Regions from separate parts of the Sus scrofa genome. Here region 1 is linked to region 2. A link is a contact called in public HiChIP or PLAC-seq data. All regions are on one chromosome and are shown on one strand. The core of a region is the stretch at or near the end of the contact, and the rest is flanking DNA. Distances in the headings are between cores, read along the strand shown.

Region 1 (3,973 bases), core at 394-2,893, 470 kb before region 2:
TTTAATTCTCAGACACTGGGCTGGGGGAAAGGAGACCACAGAGAAGAGGTGTCCAAGGCCCTGGGGAAGGTGGCTCGCCCTGCAGCTTTGGCAGAGTGCCTGTGCTTGGCTCTGTCAGCCAGGTGTCCATCCCCTGCCTCTGGCAGCAGCTTCATTCCTCTTCCCCATCCCTCCCCTCATGTGGTTCTTGGGGCCAACCCCACCACTGCTGCCTCTGGGACCAGCCTGTGACCCAGGGCTGGCCATTTGCGATATGCCAATCCCCTAGTTTGGGGATGGCATGGAGCCCAAGGAGTTCCAGTGCAAGTCACACCCCAGATATGAGGCACAACTACTGAGAAAGGAAGCCAACGGGATGCGAGCCTGGAGGTGCTGGGGCCACTGGCAGGCCACTTGGGGAGGCAGTGCCACCAGACAGGAAGACAGCTGCCTGAGATCCAGCCACACCCGGCTCCTTGAAATGTCAGTTTTTTAATCAACATTTCCCCTCTGGCTTCTCTGAGCTTAAGCTTGGTTTTCTGACAAATACAAACAAAAGAGACCAGATTCTATCCTTTGTGTCCAACCTCGGGTAGGCTGACACCACTCAGGGCCACCTGCCCACTGTGCGCCAGGCCCCCACAGAGCTGGAGCTCTGTGAAGTCTCACTGAGTGCTCACAGGAGCACCACAAGCTGAACCAAATCCAAACCACATCATGCAGGAGAGTACTGAGGCACAGAGAGGCCAAGCCACTGGCCCATGGTCATTCAGCACAGCCGAGGTTTGGAATGCAGTGGGCATTCCCCCAATCCAAAATCTATTCCCCTTCCTTCCAGTTAGGGTTCCCCAATTTTCTTGCTGGGACCACCTCAGTCTCTGCAGTCTGGATGAGCTAATCCCACCCTCTCAGCCCCCAGTGCCCCTTTCCTTGCTAGTCCCAGAGCCTGGCTCAGGGATGAACAGGGCTTCCAGGGTGGGCCACTCTGCCACAATTCAGGTCTACACTGCACCATCAGCAAGGAGCTACTCTTCTGCTGGAGTTGGCCAGAAGCAGGATGTTAGCTCAGAGCTGTTCTCGGCTACTTTAGATACCATATGGAGGGAACTCATCAGAGGGGAGCAGAGATGCTGAGAGTCCTTATGACATCAGTTAATTCTCTGGATCCAGCCATATCTGAAGCTGGTGTTTGCTACAGAAGCGGTTAATAATTCCTTTTTTGCTTAAGCCAGTTGGAGTTGAATTTTCTGTTACTGACTGGAATGAACTCACCAGGATATAGAAGGTGATAAAAATGGGGCTGGAGGTGACACGAATCTTGGCCCGAGCAAACGGAAGCTTCCAGAGCAGGAAGATGAAGAAGAGCACGTTGGGGATGAGCAGCAAGAGGTCCCAGTACCGGACACTAGCAGGTGGGTACAGAAAGCAGCTCACTGGTGGGGTTGTCTGCACCCACCCCACCTGTGTCACTGTCACACACACACACGCAGTAGGGAGCCCCCTCCCACAGCCAGTCTGCCAGCAGGAGCTCCCGCCTCACCGAGAGGTGCCAATGTCTTCGTACAGCAGCAGCAGACAGCGGTGTGGCACACTGATGTTGGGTGCCAGGGGTGGGGGCAGTGCCATGCTCTGCTGGCCCAGATCTCCTCCTCCGGGGTGGCCATCCCGCCAGCAGCCAGTCCTGGGGGATGAACACCGCCACATCAGCTGCACAGAGGCTGTGTGGCCCTGGGTGTGTCACCCACCAGGCGGGAGGTGGATGTGACGCTCCCGCCCACATCACAACCCAGTCCCCTGACAGGGCCAGTCCTTTGCCTTGGGCTTTTTCTTGTGACCCCTAAACAATAAAAGCCACCCTGAGGGACTGAGCTGCATGTCATACACAGCAACACAGGCTATTCGGCATAACCTAGCCAGTGCCCCCAGCCCTGGGGGTCAGGGAGAGCCAGGGTCCATGTCACAGCTGGACTTCCAAATCCTCTGTATGGCTCAGTTCCCCCACCATGGGATGGGATAAGGACAGCATGTCCACCCTGGGAGGTTGTGGTGGCACTAAGTGGCACATGCCTCCAGGTGCAGGCCCAGACATTGTGCACACTTGGGTGGACCTCAAGCCCTGCCTCCTTTTGCTGTCACCTGGAAAGGCGGATGCAAGCAGAGAGGACGCTGCCCTGTCCCTGGAGGATGCGGGGGCATCTCCAAGTGCAGGGATGGGCTGTGTCTGCCAGGGTGATGGAGGGTGAGAGTCCAGCTAGGAGAAAAGAGAGCTGAGCCACCCTGGACAACTGAGGCAGGCTCCAGGGTCACAGGAATCAGGGGACAGTGGCAGCACATCCGCAGGGAGTGCGGGGCCAGGCAGCATTTGAAATGATGATTTAACAGACTAGGCCTCTGGACCAGGCGCCCCCACTTCTAGGGGCATGGTCACGGCAGCCCAGATGCCACCATCAGCAGAACACACATCAACTGCGGCATCCAGTGCAGAGTGGACCTCAGCCCAGGAGAAAAAGACTGGGTGCTGCCACAGGTGGTGACATGCAGGCCCTACAGCCAGGACACCAAGCGGAGCCAGGCTGGTTGTGGGTAAGTGGCACCCTGTGCAGGGTGAGGGCATGGAGCCACCCCTGGGTGCACCATCTGGGTGTCAGGGGTGCGGCTGTGCTCGTGTGTCGAAGTTCATAGAGCCTCGCACCTGTGATTCGAGCACTTTTCTGTATGGATTATACTTCAGTGGATTTTTTTAAATGACCAAGTTGAGTCCTGTTAGCACTCTAGGAGTGCAGGGTCTCCATTCGGCAAGGAGCCCAGGACACTTCCTACAGGAGGGAGGGGTTTGCAGCAGTCCTGGGCTGCGGGGACAGCTCAGCACTGAGCAAGCTGTGAAACATAAGGCCCATGAGGCCGAGGCTCAGAACCCTCCATCCCTCTCCAGCAGGCCTCCTGGCTCTGGAGTCACCTCCCCACCGGGCACTTGAGGATATACCAACAATGGGAAATATTAAAGGGGAGGACGCATGCCCGACAGAGAAAGTCTGAGGGAGGTCGCTGGCCACTTCCCTGTCCCTAGTCCTGCACTCCTCCTCCTGTGCCCATGCTGTCAATCACCTGCCATGAGCTGGGAGAACCCAGGGGCCAGAACACACCAGCCCTCTCAGGCCTCCATCCTCAGAGAAGAGGCTGACAGCCAGCATGAACACCCGAACTTAAAAAGCAAACTTCTTAGATAAGTGCAAAGGATAAAACAGGAGTGGAACAGAGTGATAGGAAACAGCAGAGACTGCTGGGGTCCCAAACAGCCACCCTTCCCTTTAGTACCAGAGCCCGTGGATTTTAGCTGGCACATGGCTTCCCAGAACAGTGGCTACTTTCCCAGCTTCCCTCACTGCTGGCTATAGCCACGTGAGCAAGTTTTATCCAACTAGATATGAGCAGCAAGGGTTGCCAGTTTCAGGTCGTGCCGTTCTCCCTTCCCATTGGCTGGAATATGGATGTGGTGGTGGGAGCAACAGCAGCCAACATAAGCCACGAGACAGATGCCATGGACTTAGGGTAACAGAATAGTAAGAGGTGCATGGGTCTCAGACACAGGGGGCCTCCACGCACATCCTGGATAGCCTGCACAGACTGCAGGCAACAGATGGGAATGATCTCTCTTGTTATCCTGGCTTTTGTTTCAGCAGCCAAGCTAGAATCCCAGTGAGTACAAAGGGGAGCCACTTCGGGCTAGGCTGTCACACAGGGTGACAGCTGAGCTGAGATCTAAACAATTGAAAGGAGCCAGACTGGGGAAAACCTGGACAGAGTGCACCCCAGGGAGAGAGTGGTGAATGCAAAGGCCAGGAGGCAGGACAGTCTTGGCCTGTTCAAAGGGCAAAGAGCAGGCTGTAAGAGAAGGGGGGCAGCGCCAGGGCACACGGGGCATCATGACCTCACTCTAAATGCTGGGAGAAGGGTGTATGAAAGCAGGGGATGGGGCCCGCTCCTGTGTGCACCG
Region 2 (4,350 bases), core at 9-2,508:
AGTTAACACAATCACTGGCAAGGTAGATACCCTCAGAGAAAAGAGAAATTTCCATTTCACTCCTAAAAGAATCTTTAAAGCCAAAACTCAAATCAAAGAGCAAAGTATAATAACTTCCTCTGGGAAAATTTATAATTAATCCTGGATTAATTGGCCTTAATGAAGTTGAATTAATTACTAGCTGTTTGTAAAGAACTTTGAACTACTTTAGTACAAAATGGCATTAAAGAAACAGAAAGGAACATTAAGTACAAATCCCAAATAATCATAGTTCTGCAGGCAGTTCCCTGTCAATCATTTCTCAGTGCCTGGGGTCCAGGTTTACAATCCAGGCTGCGACCCAGGAGTCTGCTGCAGAGGAGAGTGTCTTTGTGGGCTGGAGGTTCAGGGGTGGGTCCACTCAAGAAACAGTTATGGAGCCTTTGCATGTACCAGGCTGAGGGCAAGCAAAGACATGTAAGGGGTCCTCAGTGGGCTAGGACGGGTAGAGTGCCAGAGCACCAGCCTGATCTAAAGCAAACTTGCCTCACTGGGATAGAAGCCAGGATAGAGACAAAGGACACAGGAGGGGCTTGATGTGACCTGCATTTTGCTGGCAAAAGTGCCCCAGTTCCTACAGGGCATTCCCCTGCAACCTTGGAGTGAGCTTATGACTCACACCTGCCCAGCCAGGCTCTCTATTTCTCTGCTTGGTGCAGGGGCACAGCCAACCCCAACTACAGTCTTCATCTGGCTGAGTTTCAGACAACCCAGAGTTGCCATCTCCTTGGCACTTGTGGAGACAGGGCTGGACTCAACGGGAGGCTCATGCCCAGGTTGCTGCTGGGGTAGGACCTGGCTTGGAGCCAGCGGCTATGGGAGGTGGAGGCAGGAAGACCCACCTGGTGTTAAAGCCCCAGCCCTGCTGCTGGCCAGCGCTTAGGTATAAGTCAGGGCAGGTAGACAGCCCCAAGTCTCATGGCTCAACAAAGCATGTGTTCCTCAGATTTCATATGGAAACGCTCTCTCCTCTCGGAAATCGAGAAGATGAGGCAATGTTCAGCTCGCATTCTCGCCCACTTTCCCTTGGCTGAAGCTGAGCAGGGGCTCCCGGGTCTACACAGGACATAGCCTGCTGACGCCTCTCCTGTGAGGCACCTGCCTGGCCAGTGCAAGCATTTAAAGCTGTGATCCCTGTTGCTGACGGGGAGACACTTTTTATGGATAACACTTGAAAAGCGTGAGATTCGTGGGCTCTCCCCCGCGCGCACGCACCTTACACACGGCCTGGAGCTGTGCGGGACGCCATTGACCCGGGTGCGTGTTGCCGCGTCGGGAAAACAGCCGTCCTTTCCCGGCGGCCCTCCCCAGTTTTTTCCACGCGGGCTCTTCTGAGCCGCGCGCCTCAGCTTCGCCACCAGCCGCCTCCCCGGCTCCAGTCCTGCCGCCTGGGCTCTACTTTCCCGGGGGCTTCTCGTGCGAGCAGCGGTCGGTTCGGCTTTCGGTCCCTGTTTGTCGCCCCCCACCCCCGCCCACGTGGTGCGGGGAGAGCGCCGTCCCCGCGAGGCCCTGAGAATGAACGAGTGGAAGTGAGACCGCGGAGACTGAGCGAGAGGCGGACGGCGCCTCAAGCTCTGGGCTCCCCGGCTTCGGGCGGCGGACGGCGGGCGGAAGCTTCGGCGCCGGAACATACGAGCGGGGCGCGGGCGGCGGGGGTCGGCTTAGCTGGCGGACCGCGGCGGCGGCATGGCGGGCCGGCGGGTGAACGTGAACGTGGGCGTCCTGGGCCACATTGACAGCGGCAAGACCGCGCTGGCGCGAGCGCTCAGCACAACAGCCTCCACCGCGGCCTTCGACAAGCAGCCGCAGAGCCGCGAGCGCGGCATCACGCTCGACCTGGGCTTCTCGTGCTTCTCGGTGCCACTGCCCGAGCGCCTGAGGCCGGCGCCGCCGGGGACCGAGCCCGAGTCCGGGGCCGAGCTGCAGATCACGCTGGTCGACTGCCCCGGGCACGCCTCCCTCATCCGGACCATCATCGGCGGTGAGCACAGACGGCGGGGGCGCCTTGCCGGGCGGGGGGCGCGGCGCGGGAGCCCCTCGCACCACCCCAGCAGGAGGGGCCTCTCTAGAAACAGCGAAAGTGTTTCGTTTGTACCACATGTGTTTGTAATACACGCACGAGTTAGGGCAACTCAGGACCACAGAAAGTGCCCAGAAGGTCTCCATTCACTGCCCCCAGTCTCCTGCTTTCCCGGTCTGGGTGCCAGTCTTAGGGACTCCGTGTGAAGACAGGCAGGCCCGTGTATAAGTCAACCCCTCCTCTTGTTCTTATTTATTTTTTTTAACAGAATAGTTAACACCACTTACACTGTTTCACTCAATACTCGGGGTATCTTATCTGTACATATAAAGAGACATCATTCTTTTTAAAGGTCACATGAATTTCCATTGTACACTTGTACCATCTTTTTCTTAATCTTTTAAAAATTTTTTTATTTTTTCCATTATAACTGGTTTACAGTGTTCTGTCAATTTTCTACTGTACGCAAGGTGACCCAGTTACACATACATGTATACATTCTTTTTTCTCACATTATCGTGCTCCATCGTAAGTGACTAGATAGAGTTCCGAGTGCTATACATCAGGATCTCTTTGCTCTTAATCTCTTCATGATGGGCATTTATGTCATTTCCTGTTTCTGGTAAGAAAGCTTCAGCAAGTTTTCTAGAACAAATGTCTCTGGTGGGTGTGCTTATGTGTCTGGAAGGATAGCTCCTGCAGCTGAGATGCTGGGGGGGGGGTGCCTTCTGAGATGTATCATTTAGTTAATTTAAAATATACTGGTGGTACATGAATAAATTCTACTTGTGAAGAAAGAACATTACAAACCAGGTAAGGGTCCTCAGTTACTCCTCCCATCTCTCCAAAAGCAGCCACTAGTATACCTTTGTGGATTACTTTGTGGACAGAGCTTTAAAACTTGTTTTGTTTACTAAAAAATGGTAGAATAACAGAAGCACATGGCAGTAAGAGAGTATAGGTCAGAGACTTTAACTCCTCACCGCCACCCCAGGAACCAAGTACCTCCCTGCTTTCCATTTCCTTCTGTTTCTTCCAGCAGTGTTCTCTGCACCTTCAGGCTCCTGTGGGATGTGTCTTGATCAGATGGTTCTATCGGCCTGCCAGTCGATGGCTGCACCCATGGCTGGGCATAGTGGGTCCAGCTGTAGTACTTTCACCTTGTCACCTCCCATGTGGTCACGCTGCGGGCCGTGTGAGGTCACTTCTCCATTCTCAGGAGAGGAAGTGGAGGCTCAAAGGGGAGCAGGGATCTGCTCCAGTCTCCCCACCTCAAGTCTTCTACTCTAGACCCACTTCAGCCACCAGATGCTTATTAGGGGCACCTGTCCTCTCTCTGCTCTCCCGTCCCCTTGTAACTGCTTTCTGTGGTCACATCCAGATACATTTCAGGACTCATTCTCTGAGCCAGCCCAGGTGGAAGGGTAAGAAAAATGAGAAGGCAGGTTGTTGGTCTTTTCCCGTGGAAGATGTAGGGGGTGAAGGACATGCTTCTGGAGGCTGGACTGAGGCCTGGCTTTCTTGCTCACCAACTGTGTGGCCTTGAACGACTGTTTCTGGACCGTCCACACTCTGGCTTTGCTCTTCCCAGACATCTCCTACCTCCCGGGCAAATGCGGTGGTTACTGTTTAACAATCGAAGGGATTGGGACTTGGAAAGGCTGCTAGGAGGTGACACGGTCCAGGGCCCTGCTTGGGCTCCAAGCCAATGCTTCCCAGGTCCCTTTACTCCACCCGCCCCATCCACATGTACATTCTTGGAGTGTCTTCACAGGATACAAGGTTTCAGGTGCCAAATTATAATGCCCCCAAGAATAGGGCAAGTCCTTGGTAAGTTGTAGAAGAAATAAAGAGGAATTTCTCTCCTCCTGTGTATACATCATGGCTGTCATGTTGCTCTTGCCCCTGAGAGGGGGGGACTCTCCTTGTCTTCTTTCAGGGGTCAGCACATCACCTGAACACATTACAGCAGTGGAACTAGGGCTGACACTGTTCTTCCTTAAGTAGGTCAGATTCTCACCCTCTGCTCAGGGAAATGAGAAAAAAGGTGACATTTTTCTTTTGAGGGGAAGGATGCTGCTTTCAAGTGCCAACTCCAGCCTAGGCCTGTTGCTCCAAACTTGCATCTGTGTGACAGCACTGAGTGGTGGAGGTATGGGGGGATTGTGGCCCCCATTTTTCTCATGAGGAAAGCGAAGCTTGGAAAGTCAAGTATGTTGGCAGGTGTTGGAACCTAGCTCTGCTGCCCTCACCTGGGTCTAATGAATCTCCTTAGTTATCCTCACGATCTG

What was found. HiChIP or PLAC-seq counts read pairs in DNA pulled down with a chosen protein or histone mark.
Region 1: an H3K27ac HiChIP or PLAC-seq map of skeletal muscle shows a contact between it and region 2, with 3 times the contacts expected there. The contact joins the promoter of TPRA1 here to the promoter of EEFSEC in region 2. A contact is called at or near these places in 1 of 47 Hi-C or Micro-C datasets (retroperitoneal adipose tissue) and 1 of 2 datasets of contacts at active chromatin or transcription factors (skeletal muscle).

The regions. Positions count from the first base shown.
Region 1 is chr13:72,659,250-72,663,222 of Sscrofa11.1, reverse strand. It overlaps TPRA1 (transmembrane protein adipocyte-associated 1), which reads right to left and starts at 1,643. Exons shown (of 11, transcript XM_013982015.2): 1 at 1,613-1,643; 2 at 1,520-1,610; 3 at 1,252-1,384. The coding sequence starts at 1,643.
Region 2 is chr13:72,193,253-72,197,602 of Sscrofa11.1, reverse strand. EEFSEC (selenocysteine-specific elongation factor) reads left to right here and starts at 1,258. Exons shown (of 7, transcript XM_021069440.1): 1 at 1,258-2,020. The coding sequence starts at 1,726. RUVBL1 (ruvB-like 1) reads right to left here and starts at 1,384. Exons shown (of 11, transcript XM_021069443.1): 1 at 1,255-1,384.